Regions from separate parts of the Mus musculus genome. Here regions 1, 2, 3, 5, 6 and 7 are each linked to region 4. The links are chromatin contacts, called in public promoter capture Hi-C maps. All regions are on one chromosome and are shown on one strand. The core of a region is the stretch at or near the end of the contact, and the rest is flanking DNA. Distances in the headings are between cores, read along the strand shown.

What was found. Promoter capture Hi-C pulls out the DNA fragments that hold promoters and counts their contacts. Capture Hi-C pulls out chosen DNA fragments and counts their contacts.
Region 1: a contact with region 4 is called in a promoter capture Hi-C map of liver, with 2.4 times the contacts expected there. The contact joins the promoter of Epb41l5 here to the promoter of Insig2 in region 4. A contact is called at or near these places in 2 of 39 promoter capture datasets (liver and pre-B cells), 1 of 484 Hi-C or Micro-C datasets (liver) and 1 of 9 other capture datasets (pancreatic islet).
Region 2: a contact with region 4 is called in a promoter capture Hi-C map of pre-B cells, with 7 times the contacts expected there. The contact joins the promoter of Tmem177 here to the promoter of Insig2 in region 4. A contact is called at or near these places in 4 of 39 promoter capture datasets (hippocampal neurons, liver and pre-B cells), 1 of 484 Hi-C or Micro-C datasets (CD4 T cells), 2 of 115 datasets of contacts at active chromatin or transcription factors (pro-B cells and thymic regulatory T cells) and 2 of 9 other capture datasets (liver and macrophages).
Region 3: a contact with region 4 is called in a promoter capture Hi-C map of liver, with 5 times the contacts expected there. The contact joins the promoter of Ralb here to the promoter of Insig2 in region 4. A contact is called at or near these places in 2 of 39 promoter capture datasets (liver and pre-B cells), 1 of 484 Hi-C or Micro-C datasets (CD4 T cells), 2 of 115 datasets of contacts at active chromatin or transcription factors (astrocytes and thymic regulatory T cells) and 3 of 9 other capture datasets (adipose tissue, liver and macrophages).
Region 5: a promoter capture Hi-C map of liver shows a contact between it and region 4, with 5 times the contacts expected there. The contact joins the enhancer-like site here to the promoter of Insig2 in region 4. A contact is called at or near these places in 8 of 39 promoter capture datasets (3T3-L1-derived adipocytes, the C10 cell line, hematopoietic stem and progenitor cells and 3 more), 6 of 484 Hi-C or Micro-C datasets (B cells, CD4 T cells, the G1E-ER4 cell line and 2 more), 5 of 115 datasets of contacts at active chromatin or transcription factors (astrocytes, hepatocytes, large pre-B cells and 2 more) and 1 of 9 other capture datasets (liver).
Region 6: a contact with region 4 is called in a promoter capture Hi-C map of liver, with 4 times the contacts expected there. The contact joins the promoter of Tmem37 here to the promoter of Insig2 in region 4. A contact is called at or near these places in 4 of 39 promoter capture datasets (the 3T3-L1 cell line, liver and pre-B cells), 2 of 484 Hi-C or Micro-C datasets (both in liver), 2 of 115 datasets of contacts at active chromatin or transcription factors (pancreatic cancer cells and pro-B cells) and 1 of 9 other capture datasets (adipose tissue).
Region 7: a promoter capture Hi-C map of adipose tissue shows a contact between it and region 4, with 2.1 times the contacts expected there. The contact joins the promoter of Ptpn4 here to the promoter of Insig2 in region 4. A contact is called at or near these places in 3 of 39 promoter capture datasets (hippocampal neurons, liver and pre-B cells), 1 of 484 Hi-C or Micro-C datasets (CD4 T cells) and 2 of 9 other capture datasets (adipose tissue and liver).

What each region holds. Positions count from the first base shown.
Region 1 is chr1:119,647,735-119,650,434 of GRCm38.p6, forward strand. Epb41l5 (erythrocyte membrane protein band 4.1 like 5) reads right to left here and starts at 1,266. Exons shown (of 25, transcript NM_145506.4): 1 at 1,051-1,266.
Region 2 is chr1:119,911,923-119,914,622 of GRCm38.p6, forward strand. Tmem177 (transmembrane protein 177) reads right to left here and starts at 1,261. Exons shown (of 2, transcript NM_175106.4): 1 at 1,211-1,261. The region is part of intron 2 of Gm28209 (a long non-coding RNA gene); the gene reads left to right.
Region 3 is chr1:119,503,481-119,506,180 of GRCm38.p6, forward strand. It overlaps Ralb (v-ral simian leukemia viral oncogene B), which reads right to left and starts at 1,302. Exons shown (of 5, transcript NM_022327.5): 1 at 1,097-1,302.
Region 4 is chr1:121,326,697-121,329,396 of GRCm38.p6, forward strand. Insig2 (insulin induced gene 2) reads right to left here and starts at 1,328. Exons shown (of 6, transcript NM_133748.2): 1 at 995-1,328.
Region 5 is chr1:120,099,273-120,101,972 of GRCm38.p6, forward strand. The region is part of intron 1 of Gm41938 (a long non-coding RNA gene); the gene reads left to right. Among named protein-coding and RNA genes, the nearest start is that of Gm41938, 10 kb to the left of the region's middle. Within about 2 kb of position 1,364, at least 115 of the 459 cell types and tissues checked have an H3K27ac peak or open chromatin away from gene starts, as enhancers often do. A contact at or near this core is called in 3T3-L1-derived adipocytes, B cells, astrocytes and 4 more, where this site is marked.
Region 6 is chr1:120,072,345-120,075,044 of GRCm38.p6, forward strand. Tmem37 (transmembrane protein 37) reads right to left here and starts at 1,436. Exons shown (of 2, transcript NM_019432.2): 1 at 1,368-1,436. The coding sequence starts at 1,388.
Region 7 is chr1:119,835,764-119,838,463 of GRCm38.p6, forward strand. Ptpn4 (protein tyrosine phosphatase, non-receptor type 4) reads right to left here and starts at 1,308. Exons shown (of 27, transcript NM_019933.2): 1 at 1,139-1,308.

The DNA of each region.
Region 1 (2,700 bases), core at 16-2,515, 1.7 Mb before region 4:
AAACTATAGAAAATGTCCTAAAGTTATCAGTATCTTTCATCCCAGTTACTCCCGCAAAAGAAACTGTAACTAAGAAACTAAACACAGGAACATTGCGCACATCGCTGCCCAAACAAGTTATCCTAACAAGAACAACAACAACAAGAAAAGAAAAAAACAGGTGTGAGCATTTAGATTTAGTTCAGCCTAGCGTTCCAGAACCCGGGTTTGGTTCCCAGTATCGAAAGAAAAGAAAAGAAAAGAAAAGAAGGAAAGGAAAGGAAGAAAGAGAGAAAAAGAATTAGAAGAAGAACGAAGTGGGGGTTGGGAAGAAAAAGAAAATAATGATCCCAAAGTGTTCATTTAGACACATACAAGTTACCCACTGCAGTTAGCAGTGCTCAGTGCCTCAGCTCAGTGCATCTGGGGTGAGCGGAGTTGTGAATTACATTCATAATTTCTTGGTGGGCTTATCTCCAATTCTTAAGGGAAAAAAAAAAAACCATTACTAGTAATTTTGAACTATTGCTAAACAACTTCGGAGCCTGGAGCCTTCTCGCTCTTAAAGCAGAACCCGGGAGACTACAGTAACCAGAGATGGACACAATTATCTTCTACCCACAGGAGAACCCATCATTACCGGACGCGCGCCACGCGTGGGGGCGGGGAGCGCCCTCGGCCTTGGCGGTTCCCGGGAACGCACCTGCCTCGTACGCTTCCCAAGTTTCACTCGACCGGGAGCTAGCTGGCACGTCCTGTCTCACCGATGTCTGCCCACAATCCCGGCGAAGTGACACTCGAGGCGACCTTCCCCTAATCCCACAGCTACGGGGAGGTCAGGGGTGACCAGAGTTTCCCCCCAACAACGCGCGAGACCCCGGCGACGCGCCCGGCCCTCAGCGGCCACCGCGCGGTATCGCCCGAAACTCAGCGCCCAGCCCCATTGGCCGTCGCCGCCACTCCCCTCCCAGCCCGCGGCGTCGCCCGGGGAGCCGGGCCGCCCACCCGGCACGGTCGAGAGCCTCGGCTCAGTGAGCAGGGCCAACTGGACACCCGAGGCCAAACTCTTACCTGTACTCGGGGGTGAACACCGTGAAGCGACGGAGACCACTGCGACTGGGACGCGCGACCCTCGGAGAGAGATGCCCAGCCGGCTAGAGGAGAGGACGGGTCTCCAGAGACACCGAGAAATGGCGGCGCAAGGCGCGAGCCCACCCTGCGCTAATCCCCGGAGGACCCCGGCCGCCCGAGGGCACGCCCCTTAAAGCCCCATCCAAGGTCCGCCCCCCGAAGGGCGGGACGCTCCGCTCTTAAAGGGGCAATGGCACCGCCCCGGAAATCGGCCTCCTGAGACCTGAATTTAAGCTGGCAACACCAGATGGGACTATAGAAATACAGAAAGGCAGTTCACCTTTAATCCCAATACTCCAGAGGCAGAGGCAGAGGCAGAGGCAGAGGCAGAGGCAGAGGCAGAGGCAGGTGGATTTCTGTGAGTTCGAGTCCAGCCACAGCTACTTAGTTACAGGTCAGCCAGGACTACCTAGTGAAATCCTGTCTTTTAAAAAAGATTATTTTTTTCTGTGCGTATATGTATGGGTCAGGGAAAGATATGCCACAGTCCCTGTCTGAGAACAACTTGCAGGAGTATCATGTGGGCACAGGGGACCAGACTCTGGCCTTCACATTTGGAATGAAGCACTTTTACCCACACTGAGCATCTCCATGGCGCTTGGTTTATGTTTTGAATTTTTCACCTTCCTGGTAATATGATTTGAAAATGAAACGTTGGGTTTAAGATACAGTTCAGTGGTAGGGTGTTAGACTAGCACATACCAGGCCCAGGATCCAATCCCTGGCACAGCAAAAATGAGTATTTTCCTATTTTTAATGTAGTCTAGTATGTTTTCTCTTACACAGTTGTTTATTAATTGATCCAGCATTTATTTAAATGTTTCCTTGCTCCCTCCCCCCAAATCCTAGAGATTAAAGCAACCTTTAGTCTGTAATGGAGAAAGAGAACAACTATGTGTCAAGTGGTGATGAGAGCCCTGGAGAGAACGCTGCTGGGAAAGGGAAATAACAGACTGATGCTCCAGGCACTGTGGTCACAGAATGGAGGCCCTAAGTGGCAGGGCGACATTCCATTCATTCATTCTTCAGATAGTTTATCAAAATGCCTACAGCTCTGTAGACCCTGGAGATAAGGCAGATAAAGAAGAAAGACAGGAGTCCCTCAAGGCAATCCCAGCAGTAAAAGCCCCTTGGGGGCTGAGTAGTGAGTTCAGGGCCAGCACTGGCCACATTGAGAGGTTCTGTCATAATTAAACAAGTTATTTCATGGTTTAGCCTGTATGGGAGAGTGTACCTGTCCTCCTTGTGCCTATAGCCTTTGAGGCAGAAAGATCACTTAAGCCCAGGAATTGGAGGCCAGTCTACCTAACACCATCTCAGAAGGAAAAAGAAAATGCTGTAGGGTATAGCTCAGTTGGTAGAGTGCATAAAGTCCTTGGTTCAAAACATGTCTGACTGGCGGTTAGTAAACACCTAGAAAATAGCAGTGGGTGTGGGGTCTGGGAATGAAGGGTTGCAATATAAGCAGGGAGGAAGGCTCTTAGGGCAGTGACAATGACTTCAGACTTAAAGTAGGTGAGGAAAGAGCCCAGTAGACATCCGGGAAGGACATAAAGAGCAAGGGCAAAGGACTGTGTGGAGCTACGCAAG
Region 2 (2,700 bases), core at 11-2,510, 1.4 Mb before region 4:
TAAAGCCATGTTCAGTACAGATACAAATTTTCCTTCCAAAACATTTTTTGATATGTAGCTGGTGGTATCACCAAATATAGAGTCTGAGGACACAGAGAATTCACTGGATTCAGTCAGTCTAAGAAAAAAAAAATCATACTTCAGAGCCCATACCACAACAGTTTATTTCCAGCTGTGAAAAGGGATGCAGCTGGACAGGTTTATTGGCCAAAACCACAAGTGGCAGTGTCACATGCTGCCTAGTGTCCCTACTTCCACCAAGCTCCCATGGTTGAGCCACATTTCCATTATCTTACGAGGTGGCTGTATTTGGAGCTTCGGCCTATCATTGAAATAGAAACGGAAGGTTCGTGGGATAGCAATACTCAGATCTCACTGCTTTCGAGCTCAGATCCGGACACATACAGAAAAAATACCACATGAAGATCCAGGGGTAAGATGGCCATTTGTTAGCCTTGCTGAAATACCCAGGGAGCCTAGCTTGGCCACACCTGAGTCTTGGACCTCCAGCTCTGGAACTAAGAAAAAATAAACTCCTGTTGTTCAGGTCATTCCTCATGAGACACTTTTCTTGGCAGGCTAACCACTGATAGCAAAGGTTCGGTATTTGATCACGGGCCGTTAGAGATTCATAGCAAGCTGTTCACCTTAAAAATGTTATCTATTATATATACACAAACAGACCAAACAGACCATCCACCTCACTCATTAGCAAAGTTAATATTGTTTTTAAAGTTAATTGGTGGTGGTTTTTTTTTTGAGACAAAGTCTCACAGGCGCACTTTTGAATATTCTGGGCACCTTATTTCGTCTGTGATTATGTCACTATGACTGTTATTTCTCTTTGGATGAAATTTCACTTTATTCCTATCTCCGCGAAGCGTTTGATTAGCAATGTACTACTGTAAACAAAACGTAGGGTTCTGTATCACTCATTTAACTCATTCTTTCCAAGAGGAAACTGAGGCTAGAAAAGACAGGGTCCTTGGAAGGGAACAAAAAAAAAAACAAAAAACAAAAACAAAAACAACCTCTCCCGGGTCGGCCTCTGAGTCTCGCAGTTGGCCTAGAAGCAGGTGTAGGCTCTGGCTTTAGAAGAGCTCTCAATGTGATTCCGCCCTGACACATACCGGGCTGCTTCCAACAACCGGAACATGACTGAACCCGGAAGCTGGACATAAGAGAACTCACAGCCAAGAGGAGAGCTTACCTCGGTAGCAACCTTAGAACACGCCGCTCCCGCGCCGGACTGAGCAGGCGCAAAGCACGCCGGTCTGGGGGCCTTTGTGGGCGGGGCCTTTGTGGGCGGAACGGGCGTTGTGGGCGGGGCTTGGAGCAGCGCTTCTGTTCTGGTCCTGAGGTCTGCTCTCTAAGGTCTTATTCAGGGCGAGGTGGAGCAGTTTGAGGACTTTGTTATCCAATTCAGCCGTGTCGCGGCGCCCTTCGGAGCCAAGATAGAGACCTGCTGGCCCGGATTTCTGTAGCGCCGAATAGGTATCTGTGCAGTACGCTGGGAGGAGAGCTAAGCTTAATGAGAAAAGCGAGGACAGAAAGGTCTGGAATTGCTGCCAGTGACCGCTGCATTCCGAAGGTCAAGTGACCTTGTGAGACCAGCAAGAATTGTGGTCTAAAGCCGGGTGTGGTGGCACACGCCTTTAATTCCAGCACTCCGGAGGCAGAGGCAGGCGGATTTCTGAGTTTGAGGCCAGCCTGGTCTACAAAGTGAGTTCCAGGACAGCCAGGGCTATACAGAGAAACCCTGTCTCGAAAAACAAAACAAAACAATACAAGAAAAGAAGTGTGGTGTAGACCATATTAGAGTTAAGTAATAAGTACTTACTAGAAGGCACACCCAACAAATGGTAGATGCGTGGATACACAAATGTGCGCTCATTCATTTATAGGTGAACTTGGATGTTGCTCCTCAGGAGACAGCTGACCCGTTTTTGGAGATAGGGTTATCTCACTGGCATCTGGGGTTCAGCAATTAAGGTAGCCAGCCTGATCAAGTGAGCCCCAGGGGTCTGCCTGCTTCTGTCTCCCCAGGGCTGGGATTACAATCATACACCATTAACAGCCAGGTTTTTGGTTTTGTTTGTTTTTATGTGGCTGCTGAGGACTGAGCTCAAGTCTGCATGCTTTTGTGGCAGTCACTTTACCACTTCAGCCATCTCATTAATAGTCTGAGGAGTTTTCTAAAAAAACAGTGCCCAGGGGCTTTGGGTGTTAAAATAATACTCACCATTGCTAGTGTTTTCATTACTATTCAGTAGGTTAGAGCTATCTCATATCTTTAAGCATAAAGTCTGTTTACAAATATTACCTTAATACATCCAGGAATTTCTGTATAAAGATATTATTCTACTTGGTTTATAGTCAACTTTCAATTAATCCACACACCTTACAGATTATCTTCCTTATTTATATCTCACAATTTCCTTTTTTGTTTTGAAAATCAAATTTCCTGAGACATCTCAAACCACACTTTGGGTGAACTTAGTTGATGTTTTGGTTTGGTTTGGTTTGGTTTTTAAGATATGATTTCTCTATGTAGCTGTGGCTGTCCTGGAACTCATTCTGTAGACCAGTCTGACCTCAAACTCAGAGGTCCACCTGCCTCTACATCCTGGGTGCTGGGATTAAAGGCCCACACCACAGCCACCACCAGCCACCACCCCCTCCCCAGCTTAGTTGGTCCTT
Region 3 (2,700 bases), core at 52-2,551, 1.8 Mb before region 4:
TCCAGGCCAGCCTGCGCTACAAAAGATCATGTCTCATACACACAAAGTTCCAAAACCAGGATCAACCTTGGCTCACACCTCCTTCTCAATATTCAGCACCTCCCTTTATGGCTCTCACAATTTCACCACCTCAATCCAGGCTTAAGCGGCGCCACTTTGACATGTTCTGAGACTTAACATGTAAGATTCTTGCTCTGATTAAAACTATCTTCACTTGGCACATCCAAAGCACACTCCCTGCCCCTCTGAGGATAAGCCTTGATCATTCAATAAACCCAAACTTAAGAAAGGTGGTTAGGAAATGAAAGCAGAGCCAGAGCGAGAGGATCTCTGTTCTTCAGGGATTGAAGGCAAGTGAGGGTAAGAACTATCAGTCCATTCCAGACCCTCTTCCAGAACACCCTGGTAACACCAATCCCTAGATTCCAGGATTCACTTGGAAATGAACTCTAGGAAAAAGGACCCTGCTGTGGGTGCCGCGCCCTCTGGGGACACTCAAGTCTGGGCCACAAGCAAGTCTGAGCCACGAGCTGACTTGGCTCAGAGAACCGGGTCAGGAAAACCCTTCAAGCCACGGTGCTTCTAAAAACCACCTTTGATGCTAGTCACACTCTGAAAGGCAACTGGAAGACAGAATCAAAAAGTAATTCACAACCAACAAATCCCTACAAACTTCTTGAACCCAGCTCCCAGGTCACCCAAAGTACAAGTTCCTACCTTTAAGAAAGAAGTTTGGGCAACATTTTATGGATCTGAAAGGGACGGAGGAAGTGGACCAACTCAGGAGGGAGGCCCGAAAAGGCAGGAAGTGGCCATTTGTGGAAAAAGGGAAGGACAGGCAGCAAGGGAAGAGAAACTGGGGCGCCTCCCCCATGTCCTCAGCACCCCCAGATCCGGCTGGGAGTCTCTCCGGCTTTCCCAAAAGACACCTTTCAAGCCAAGCGGGGCGCAGTCCGGGGCGTTGTCCTTCATGAGACGTGTCCCTCCCTCCCAACGTGGAACTAGGAGGCCTGCAATCGCGCGGAGAGCGTACTCACTTCCCTATCCTAGGGCGCACCCCTCGTCTGCGGTCCCCTGCGGGGCACAGCATCCTTACCTGGGGGAGCCGTCCCACCGCCGCTCTGGCTATGCGCACAACCAGAATCGCCGCTCTCACGAGCGCCCCGCCCCGTCCTGGGGCCGGACCCCAGCTGTCCCCAGTCGATTTGTCATTGAGGAGTGGTGAGCTCGCGCGTCCCCACCCCCCGGAGCGCGTTCCCGCTGTCCGCCCGGCAACCCTGTCCTCTCCAGAGGCAGCCCTCCCTTCCGTTCTCCGAGGCCACGCCTATTGACCAATCCGAAGAGGTACTTCCAAACCTTCACCAATGAGAAAACACATTGAGTGTGTGGGCGTGGCACCCACGGAACGGCCCCACCCATTCCCCCTTCCTTTCGGCTCCCCAGCCGGACTCGCGCACGTGACCGCTGCTGCAGTGGCAGAGCTTGGGAACTGGTCTGGGGACGCCGGGGCGTGGGCGGGTGCACTCCTGGGGAAGCCGGAGCCAGGCCAGAGTTGTGAAAAAGCCAAGAAAGACTGAGCTGATAGAAGCCAATGAGGAGGACTGTGTGGCCAAGTGTGGCCTGCGCCCTAGTGTGGAAGGTGATAAGCAGCTTTGAAGACCCTTGGTCAGGGACTGGAAACTCCAGGTGGCATCGCCTCTAGCTTCGCCCATGACACCCTACTAGTAAAGGAATTACAGCTATTAATTTGACCTAGGTCACAGGCCAGGTCAGGAACCCTAACCCTAGCTATAGCCAGCGGCAAGAACTACAAGCTGCAGGCTGCCCTTCATCACCCTCCTACGCTCAGGAGCTTATTTTCTTACGCGTTTTCGACTAGGGTTGATTTTCCCAGCTGAACATTAGCCACTTCTCACTGCCACAGTTGTGTGATACCCCACCCACCCGTACGAACTGGTGCTTTTCACTGTATGGTAATTAATAATTCAACGTTTGTTTCTGATCTTTAAGGAGGGAAACAGTGATAACCGTAGCCCGCACTGTGTAATTATTCTTGCTGATAATTCTAAACTAGGATACTTGTATATTATATCAGAGGCTTTTGTGCTTTGTTTAAATGGTTCCATACCAGCAACTAACAGACCTAGTCCTCCCACTGACAGCATAAGGAGAAGCCAAGTCTCCCTGGGCTAGCAGGTGGCTGGAGGGGTAAAGACACCCGCAGAGACAAGCCCCACAGCCTCAACAGACTTGGACCCCTGTAGACCCCTGGGAACCACATAATGGGAAGAGAAAACTGGCTCCCTCAAGTTGTCCTCTGATGTGCACTCCCTCTTCTCTCTCTCTCTCTCTCTCTCTCTCTCAACCTTCCTCCCTCTGCACACGCAAATTTAAAAGAAAGAAAAACTGCCAGGGCTCTTAAAAAAAAAGATTTATTTTATGTGCATGGGGGTTTCTTTCTCTTTTTGGGGGGTGGTGGTGGGAGGGGAGGGGTGGTCTTATTTTATTGTTTTTTGTTTTTTGTGTGAGACAGGGTTTCTCTGTGTGACTGCCCTGGCTGTCCTGGAATTCACTTTGTAGACCAGGCTGGCCTCAGACTCATAAAGATCTGCCTGTCTCTGCCTCCTAGTACTGGCATTGAAGGCATGCAACACCATGCCTGGCTATGTGCATGGTGTTTTACCTGCACTGAATCTATGT
Region 4 (2,700 bases), core at 78-2,577:
TTATTCATTTTCATTCAGTAGTTCACTGTCTGGGCCAAACCCCAAAGCTAGGGGGGAAGGGGGGGCAGAGAGGAAGCCCCGCATGGAAGCCTTGGTTTTTTTTTTTTGTTTTGTTTTGTTTTGTTTTGTTTTAATCCAGAACTGGAGACTGTCTTTCATTGCTGTGGTCACTGAAACCAGCCAACATAAGTGTCCCAACAGTCAACTCAATTTGCTCTTTCTCCAAGAATTTCCTCATCAATCCTACAAAACAGTAAACACTTCGGGGTATCTATTTCACCCAACGACATAGTTCACACTACCCGTGAACAACTTTTCACTTAAGTTTTAACTCCTTTCGTGTCCCTAAACGCCATCCTCAGCAAAGCACTGTTTTCCTTTACCAGCCGGCTCATCCCCAAAGAACGACGCTAAAGCCCCACTTACTATCACCAACCGACTTCTAGGCCCTGGCAACAACTGCTTGGCAGCACCCACTGATACATACCTAAAAGGTATTCACTTCCGATTCACAATCCCTACTCTTCAACTCAGGAGTCCTCTTATTTCGGTAGATTCTAAACTTCCTACGGTTATGTACCTAATTTCCATCCATCTCCCATACAAGCCTGAGTCTTCCTCCCAGACTACAAGGCACCGAGTCCGGGCAGGTGTACACTAGACAGCTGGCCCATCTCTGTCCCCAAACAGACCTCCAGGGTCGCCCTTTCCGCTGTCCTCCAGCCTTCTTCCACTCTGACAGTCTTCCACTGTCCAGGGACCTCGGCATCCCCCAAAGCCTGTCCCTCTATGAGCCCGCTGGTTTTTCCCTAGATCTCGCTGACCTCTCTCCAGGTAAGCCGGGGACCCCTCGCCCCAGCAGGCCCCACCTGCGGGTCCTGGATCCCCCAACACCAGCTAGGAGTGTTGCCAGCCTGCGACGTTAAAACATAAACAGCTCCTCTTCCCAAAAGCCACCGCCGTCCTCGAGCCGTCCCCGGCCAAATAAGCTCACCTGAGCTCTGCCCGGAGACCCCCAGTTCACCCCCGCCTCCGCCATCTTCAGGGACCGGCCCCCGACCTACTCCCCTCCCACAGCTCCGCCTGAGCCGCACTGCGCCTGCGCCGCCCGGCGGCTTCACGCTGACGGTAGGGGCAGAGGAGCTTCCGGTTGCCTCTGCGCGCACTGCCTCCGCTCTGCGGAGACGGGGCAAAAGGACTTCCGGTGTGCCGGGCACTCCGGGCTGGAAGGAGGTGGGGACCCTGTCTGGGAGGAGGAGAGGCTGCGAAATCAGCTGTTGTTGGTGCCCTCGGGAGTCAGAGGTTCTGGATGGGCATCTGGACTCTGTGGGCGGAGTGAGGGACTCGTGCGCGCACGCACGCGCAGCCCGAGACTCCACCCTCTGCGTGGGCCGCAGTTGCCAGCCGGGTGACAGGCTCCACGGTTGTCGCCTGCAACTTCTTCCCGCCTTGGAGTGTGCCTCAGTATCCTTTCTGAATACGGATTAAAGGCAGCTCTTTGCATCAGCTCTCGAGAGACTTGGGTCAAAGACCAAGCAACACAAAACCTTATCACCTCTGTTACTGTCAAAATTTGACTTAAAGCGCTTCCTTCTTGAGACAGGGTCACACAGTGTATGTAGCCTTAGCCGGTCTGAAGCTACCCAGGTAGACCAGGCAGACCTCGAGAGCTACTTGTCTCTGCTTCCTCAGTGCTAGGATCAGAAGTGTGCGCCACCACGCCCAGCTAAGACCTTCCTTTTAGAACTGGAAACCATAATTAAGAGAATGGATAGTGTGCACGTTGGAGATGGTGCAGATGAGCTGTTGTTTTGGATGGAAAATGGTACAGAGAAGTTTTGTTTTCTTTATTCCTTGAAGATTTTAAGGACTTGAAGTTCGAGTGGGGAAGTGGAGTGCGAATCCGGGAGATGTGTCAGGGAAGTGGGGAGTAAATATAAAAATGCATTGTATGAAGTCCTTAAGGACTCTTTTTTTTTTTTTTTAAAGAAAAATTTCATACATATACAATACGTTTTGATCATTTTTCCTGCCCACCACTACATTCCTCTACAGAGTGTTTTTAAAGGCTAATAAGTGGCTTGATTACCACCTCTGGGCTGTTCACTATATCATCTTTTGGGGAGCTTAGCCAAAAATATATTATGCTTGTGGTCTGATTGCATTGGTCTTAAGGAGAGTTTTGTAGGAACTATGGGCCTAAAGTAATTGCTATAATTTAGCAAGAGAATGTCATTTGGTTAAATGCCTTTGTTTTCATTTACTTTGAACTAACAATCAGATGCATCTTTAACAGTTTCTGATCATTTTATCAACACATTTATTTCTTAAAAATAAGAGAAACTAAACTTGGACCAAAAGACTCAGCATGTAATAATATGGCTTTTCATGTATTTCTAATGGTTTTTGTCTAGCTAATCTTAAATTTAATTCCTGCAGGTTTTTATGCATAGTAATTGAAAGCCTAGGCTAATTATGCTGCACAGATGAAGAGTTTTATAAGGAAAAATAAAAATACACATGGGATAACCCATATTATCCATGATATGATATTTTTGTCAACTTGGCAGGATTGAGAATCGCTATGGGAATACCTCTGGGTGTATGTCTGAGGGATGTTTCTAGAAACATTTCAGGAAAGAAGGAAGGAAGAAGCACATGGATGTGAGCAGCCCCAATGGGGTCAAGAGCTGAATAAAA
Region 5 (2,700 bases), core at 114-2,613, 1.2 Mb before region 4:
CAGAGGACCTGAGTTGGAGCCTTCAGAGCCCATGTTAAGTTGTGTGTGAGCCTTGGGGGTAGGGTGCACACACCTTTAATCCCAGCACTCAGGAGGCAGATGCAAGTGGATCTCTGAGTTCAAGGCCAACCTGGTCTACAGAGCAAGTTCCAGGACAGCCAGGGCTCTCTAGAGACCCAAATTCTGTGAGTGTCACTGCAGTGGTGGTTCACGTTGGTAACCCCGGCTCACAAGGGGACCCCACTGATCAGAGACAAAGTGTGGAACAGCTGGAACAAGGCTTTATGCCCAGTTCCTCAGACCCCTTGTGGCTCTCCACTGGAGCATAGCTTCCTCTCCTCAGAGCTCTGAAGATGTTCCCAGATGACTCACAGTCTGCACACACGAGCCCTTCCAGTTCCTTTCTAAGCATCTGAGTCCTGAGTCCTGGTGGTGTGCCCTGAAGGCCTGCTTCCTCTAACACTGACCATTTATTTTGGTTCACTGACTGCCACATCCGGCCCTGAGTGGGTAGGAACGCCCACTCTCACCGGCCCCAGAGGGTGCTTGGTAACTCTCTCTCTCTTTCCCTTTCTCTCTCTCTCTCTCTCCACACACACACACACACACACACACACACACACACACTCTCTCTCTCTCTACACACACACACACACTCTCTTTCTCTCTCTCTCTCCATCTCTGCCTACACACACACACTCTCTCTCTCTTCACACACACACACACACACACACACACACACACACATACACACACACACACACACACACACACACACACACGATCTTGGGGATGGGAAAACATCTTGCTTGCTGCTCCTGGGCACAGTTAGACTTTGAGAGCAGGGCTGGACCCAAGAGTCTGAAGGGAGAGTCCTGAAGTCTAACAGGAAGGCGGCGTTCAGCTCTGAGGGAGAAGGATTGAGAGGGAGTCCATGAAGAAGGCCACTGTCAAACTTTTATTTTCACTGAAGTAGCAAAATATTAATCTTGTCTTCTACATTATGAAAATAAAACCATTCTTAAAATGATACTCAAGTGAGCAAAGACATGTTAACATTTAATACAGTAAAATTCAAAGTCATTATCACCCTCATCCTGAGTTGGAGGCCAGCCTGGGCTACGCCAGGCTCTGTCTCAAAACCCCAAACAAACAAGAAATCCATTTGCAATAATCCTGTTGTTTATTAACAACAACAACAACAACAATGATGACGACAACAAACAGGTCCCAGTCTAGAGTCCTCCTGACAGAAATGCTAAAGGTTGGCAAGGGCTTGAGCGGAGTTCTGTCCACAGCAGGCTGGAGCAAACACTATAAAACAACAGAGGGTCATTGCGAGGCTCTGAGCTGCCCAAGTGGCAAAGGTTGCTGCCACTGCTTTATTGCAACACAGATGGCAAGAACAGTGAGTTTCTACAACCAGGGAAGTGAAGGGTCACCGGAAGGGGCGGGGCACACAGACTACTCTTTATGGAGTCTTCATTCCTGGCTGTTGTGATGGAAACTGCACACACATTACCAGCCACCTTGCAAGACTCGTGAAATGCATCCTGTACCACAGACAGGAGATGACAGGAATCCACCTCATGGTGGTACAAGCAACCAGAAGTTCAGTGTGGTTATGTCAAAAGGGCAGTCTGATCGGAGCCTTTCTCATGAAGAATGTTGTGGGTCTCAGACAGCTTATATTTTCAAAAAAAAAAGGTGGCAGCAGGTCCCCTATCACATAGGCCTGTCCTATAATGTGACTTTGGCATTTCTCCAATCAAGGGTTGGGGAGTGTACTATAGAGGTACTTCTGCATTAAGAGTATTGGGAGATCTTCCAGAGGACCAGATTCAACTCCCAGCACCTACACGGCAGCTCACAAAACATCTGTAACTCTAGTTCTAGGGGTGCCCAATGCCCTCAGCTAGCCTCTGTGGGCACCAGGCATGCAGACATTTGACACACATACACGCAACCAAAACACACACGTAAAAAAATAAAACTAATTAAAAAAATTTTTGAAGCAGGAAATGGTGGCACAAGCTTGTAATCCTAGTGTGGGTGTGGTGACTAATTTTATGGCAACTTGATTCCAGCTATTGTCTCTTTGGAAGAGAGAAGGTCAGTTGAGAAAGTGCACCCATCAGATTGGCCTGTGGGCAAGCTATGGTACATTTTTCTTGATTAATGATGCTGTGGGAGGGCCCAACTCAGTGTGGCAATGCTGCCTATGGGCTGGTCGTCCTGGGTGAAATAAGAAAACAGGCTGAGCAAGCCAACAGGAGCAAGTCTGCCAGGAAGCAGCATCCCTCCACACTCTGCATATGTTTCTGACTCAAGCTCCTGGTTTCCCTTGGTGATAGATAGACTTATAAGCTGTGTGGTGAAATGAACACTTTCCTCCCTGTCTTAGTTAGTGTTTTACTGATGTGAACAGACACCACGGCCAAGGCAACTCTTTAAGGACAACATTTAATTGGGGATGGCTTACAGGTTCAGGGGTTCAATACAGTATCATCAAGGCAGGAGCATGGCAGCATCCAGGCAGACATGGTGCAGGAGGAGCAGAGAGTTCTACATCTTCATCTGAAGGCTGCTAGGAGAAGACTGGCTCCCAAGTGTTAGGAGGAGGGTCTCATTGCCCACCCCTACAGTCACACACTTTCTCTGACAAGGCTACGCCAACAAGGCCACACCTTCTAACAGTGC
Region 6 (2,700 bases), core at 186-2,685, 1.3 Mb before region 4:
CTCCCCTCTCCCTCCTCCCCTCCCTCCTCCCTCTTCCCCTAAAGGGGCTCCTACCTATGGCGGGTTAGTTTAGCTCCTCCCACACCCACACTGGTTTCTGAGTATCTCCTTTAGGGGTGCCCCCACACCTTGGCTCATTCCTCCATTCCTCCTGTGCCTTCCCTTCCCTGGAGATGGTCTGGAATATACCCAGGAACAAAGAAAAACAAGTCACCGAATCAGAGTCCCTACCACACCCTAGCAACTGAGTTCTGGATAAAAGAGTTTGAGGGTGGCCTTGCAAGGTTTTTCTTTTCTTCTTGTTACCAAAAGTGTGAGTGAGGTTCGGAGTTGGGAAGACCTGAATTTGTGTACATCCTGTCACTTGGCTACCCACTGTGGCCAGGTTACTTTCGAGCCTCAGTTATCTCTCTGTAGAATGGGTAGAGCTGTAGAGGTGGCCTATTCTTATAATGCCAGCTACTGGAAGGCTAAGGAAGCAGGGTGAATTGAGCCCAGGAGTCTAAGAGCATCCTGAGCAACAAAGAACAGATCCTGTCTATCTCAAGCAGTGCTGATAATGATAAAAATAATGATTAATGGGCGGAACAGTACCTAAAATTATCAGGGCCTGAGCACCTGGAGGCAGAGTCAACTGACCTCTGTACTTCTCAGGGCAAGACCGGACAGTGGACAGCCTGGAGCACAGCCAGCCACCGGGATGCCTGGGTGAGCAGGAAGCTGGCCCGCGGGGTAGTGGACACTTCCGACCGCCTTTTGAAGCGGGCAGGAATGCAGAGATTCTCAGCCAACACAAACACTCAGCATTGCTCCAAAAGAAGCCAGATCTTAGGGGAAGCGGCCGCTCCTGTCCTGGGAACCGTTTACCTCGAGTGTCAGGTCCCCAGCGAATCCAGTCCCACCTCAGTTCCACCTAACTCCTCAAACGCGCTTCGGAGGAAGATGATATTTGCAGTCGCCCTCTCAGAAAGTTCTGGCTTCGCGAGCAACGTCCTCGTCCGTTACATAAACCAAGCCTGGCATTTTCTAAGTCTACCCTGACAGTCCGCAACTCTAGACCCCCAGTTTTTAAAGATTCTCAACGACCCCCGAGAAAAGCCTAACTGGTGACCCTGCAAAAAAGTTTGGTGGTCTCTGGTGCTCATCAGAGGCCGAGAAGACCGTGCAGAGCGAGCTGCATTGGGGTAGCAGGTACCCCCCCCCCCCGACCTCTCAGAGGAACCTTCCGGGGGAAGGGTGTCCCAGAAAGACCTGGGCACCTTGGGGAGTTGTCACCCTAACCCAAAGTTTCAGTCACTGAGAGTTCCCAGTCCTCCCCCATGATAGACTGTACCCCGGCTCTGCGCCCCGCGGGTCCCTCAGGTTACCTGCGCGCCGATGGCCGTCATGCTGCGCTCTGGTAGGCAGCGCTGTCGCCTGGCCTAGCTGTCGCACTCGTGCACTTGTGCTCGGCCACGGGGCTGGCCCTCTATCTGGGCGGGGCGCAAGCCGGGGGCGGGGGCTTCGCGGTCACTGGGCTGCTCGGGTTACGCTGACTCAGCAGCGCCCTGGGTCCCAGAGAAGGGGTGAGCGGTGACCCGGCTCGCGATCTTCCCCTGGATGCAGATTCCTCGAGGACTGGGAGATTTGGTTCCAGTCCAAGATTGAAGGGCCAAGAGTCGGGAAGGAGCACCTAGGTGCAAAGTGGAGGATCCCGCCAGGATTCTGGTTTCTACACCGGGTGTGTGACCTTGGACCGCTAGTTTAACACCGCAGAGCCTTGGTTAATAAGTGAGATACTATGTGATTGGCTGGCCTGTTACAAAGCTTTTGTGACATGTGAGTGGACCAGAACCTTCACTTGTCTTAGTTTACTCGTTAAGGAGGATGTGACGGCGTCCTTGACTCCTAGTCCCCTCGGGAACTATCAGCAAACACTAGGTCAAATGTGGTGGCAGATTCCTGTAAATCCAGCATTTGAAGGGCTGATGCAGAGGGATTGCCTTGAGTTAAAGGCCAGTCTGGGTTATTTGAGCAGCCTGGGATACAGGGTCAGACTCTGTAATCACGGAGAGAATGGAGGAGAGGGTTGGGAAGGAAGAGGAGGGGGAGGAAGAGAAAGGACAGGAGGGAGGAGGCGTGGAGGGGTGACTAAGAGCTTAGTGCAGCAAGCAGGAGGCCCTAGATTCTTTTCCCAGCCGCATAAGTAAAGGAGAGTGGGAGGGGGTATAGATGGGTATGCTAAAATACTCCCACCCCCAAAGGGTGGAAGGTGTGGTCTGAGGGCGAGGGTTTCAGCTAGCATTTCCTACTTCCTTCCTCCAGCCTGGGGAAGAAGGTGGGTGGGGTCCTACATAAAATAAAATAAAGTAAGATGCTGACTAAGGACTAGATTAGATGGAATAAATCATCTATCTTGTTCTGGCCAGCAGATTGCTCTCTTGTTTACCTATGGACATTGAAAAGAATACACTTATATCCTCTGGAAGGAGCCATGAGGGAAACCAGGAAGATGCGGCCTCACATGCATTCTCTGCTTCCCAGTTCATCTGATTCCACAGAAAGCTTTGCTCAGCCCCAGAGCCAGTCCTGGGGCAGACAGATAGGGTGTGGACACATGTCCCTGCCTCCTCTTGCTTTCCCACTCTGAGTGAAGGCTAGCTGAGATGCTGGCTGCTGCAAACACACATTGCTGGGCCCCTCCCTGGAACTTCTGACCAG
Region 7 (2,700 bases), core at 58-2,557, 1.5 Mb before region 4:
TTTTTCCTCCACAGCCATCTTTTAAATGTGACCAAATAACTGTGTTATTTCATCTGGACCCAAGATCTGGTCACACACTCAGTATTTCTTGAATTGCTTATTCCAAAAGTTAGGTATGACTAGTCCTCCTGGAACAGGCAGTTTTTAAAACCCCCTACGTAGTCCTTGTCCACACTGATGTCACTCTGTGATGCAAAGCCAAACATAAAGTCTCTGACATAAGTTTCAGGGAAACATCGATATGGATTATCATTGAAACTGTAAATTGTTCCATTACTTTAGAAACCCCAGCAAATGCATCCATACATGCATTTAACTACCTACACACACACACACACACACACACACACACACACACACACACACACATCTAGCTTTTCTTGAATCTCTGATTGAACTGATTTCCAGAAATCGTCCTGGGACAATTGAGGTGTCTACGCTTTGGTAAGCACAGTTCCTGTCCACAAAGGATAATCATACGCTCCATTTTTCCTGTAAGTAACTATAAAACAAACATTGACACCGAAACAAAAATGTAAAGCCAGAAAGCCACAAATGACTGTGCTTAACATTTTACAAAACCCCACAAACACCGATCTGTTCTTGACTACATACTCACGCTGAATCTAAACATCATGAAGGTAGGGACGATTCCAAAGCAGCATGAAAAATCTAAGTTCAGATGTTCTACATCTCAACTTTTTGGGCCCAACTACTGATTCCTAAAAGCAAGTATAATACTAGCAAGTCACAAGAGACTTTCAAGTTCAATGGAAGATAGCGTGTGTTCCTACCGCGTGCGGAAAAAAAATAAAGATGCTTATATGAGTCAATTAACCTAACATTAACAATTAGAAAAAAGAATCCCACAAATGAAATACTGAAGATTCTCCAGCCTTACCTTGAGTTTAGGAACATTTCATCTCCGCATCTATTCCACCCCTTCTCCCGTGCACTCATCCCTAGCAGATTTCAACTATAAACCCCAGGAAGATTCGAGTGCTCCGACCCACTAAGAAAAGGGAAGTCGATCGGGTAGTCTGGCCGCCCGGCTCGGCGAGCTTCAGGTGCGCGCCCACGACCTGCAAAGGGGGCCCAAACAGGCCGAGCGAAGGACCGCCCCAAGCGCCTCTCTTACCTTCGTTATCACAGCCGCGTCCTCCCGGCTGGAGAAAGGGGGGGGGGGGGGGGAATCCAAATACAAAAAGGCAGGAGGCCCCGGGCTCGCGGCCGGGTGAAAGAAGCGCGTGGTCCGCGTCGAGGTGCTCGCCCTCAGCGTCCCGAGAACAGCCGCCGCCACAGCGGCCGCGCCACGGCCGCGGGCCGCCTGCACCCCGTCATCCTGCGGGGCTGCGGCGGGGCTGGCGTGCGCGGGGAGGCGCGCGCTCGCACCTCGCGGCGAGATGAGCTAATCCCTTCACACGCGCCCCGAAAGTGCCGCGGTCCCCGCAAGCTGCGGGCCGAAGTCAAGTCTCTTTCAAGTCCCGGAGCCCCGATTTCTGACAGCTCCCGGGAGTCTTAAAAGAACAATGTCGCGTCCGCGGAGCAGGGAAGCGCGCGCGGCGTGAAGCGGCGGGTGACTCCAGGGAGGCGGCTCTGTGTGAGAGTGCAAAGGAGAGCCTCGGTCACCCTCCTCCTCCTTCTCCTCCTCCTCTCCTTCCTCCTCCTCCCTCGCCTCCACCGCCTCCTCCGTCTCCTCCTCCTCTCTCAAGCACACCCCGTCTCCGAGGCCGCAGCATAGCAACCGAACATGGCGGCTGCGCAGCCCCCGACCAGTCAGAGCCCCGGAACGGCGGCCTCGGCAACAGGAGGCGGTCTCGCGAGAGGTGAAGCCACGCCCTCTGCTCCGCCTCCTTCCCGCCTCCTACCCGGTTTCGGAGCGCGGGCGCCTGCCTAGAAGCACTGGTACTCACAGGTGCGAGAGAGACGGGATTTAGCGGGTTGGGAGGGGAGGGCGTGGCTCTGTGTCCACACCCCATCGCCAGGCAGCGATTGGTTCCTTGACTGTCAGTTCTGCCCCTCCTCCCTCTTCTAAGATGTACTTACTGACGGACTCTAGGGACACAAAAGAGGGGCAATAGCACAGAGTGGGGAAACTCGACCTCCTGGCATCAGGTTGTCCCAACTAAGTGCTAATAGAGGGTATAGGCTTTGAAGTGCAGTTTTCAATCAGTTCTCCTAAACATAAGGCCCTTGAAAACAAAGCCTAAGCAAAAGACGTTTCATGGATAAAACAAAGGATAGGTGCTTTCTGTGTGCAAGGAACACTGCTTTTTAAATCAAAGTCGTTCAATCATTTTAAGAATGAGGGTTGGTATTATCATGCCATGACCTTGAGGAGGGTATACCCTTAATATTTTCTGGGTAATACAAACTTGATGATGATAGAACATTCCTATAGAATAGGTGACCTCAACTAGGATCAAATGAAGGAAGGGTAAGTTGGGAGGACCCTCACATTTCCTCTTTGCTTGTTTTTCGTTTTTGTTTGTTTGTTTGTTTGTTTTACATTTCTTTATTTTGTATACACCTAAAATATGTGTGTCCATCTGTCTGTGTGTCTGTCTGTCTATCAGAGGACAAGGTTTGAGAGTTGGTAATCCTATGTGGGTCGCAAGGATTGAGCCAGACTTGGCAGCCAATTCCTTTCCTTTATCCTTTGACCCACCTCAAAAGTCCTTGACGTTTTTACCCACTTGG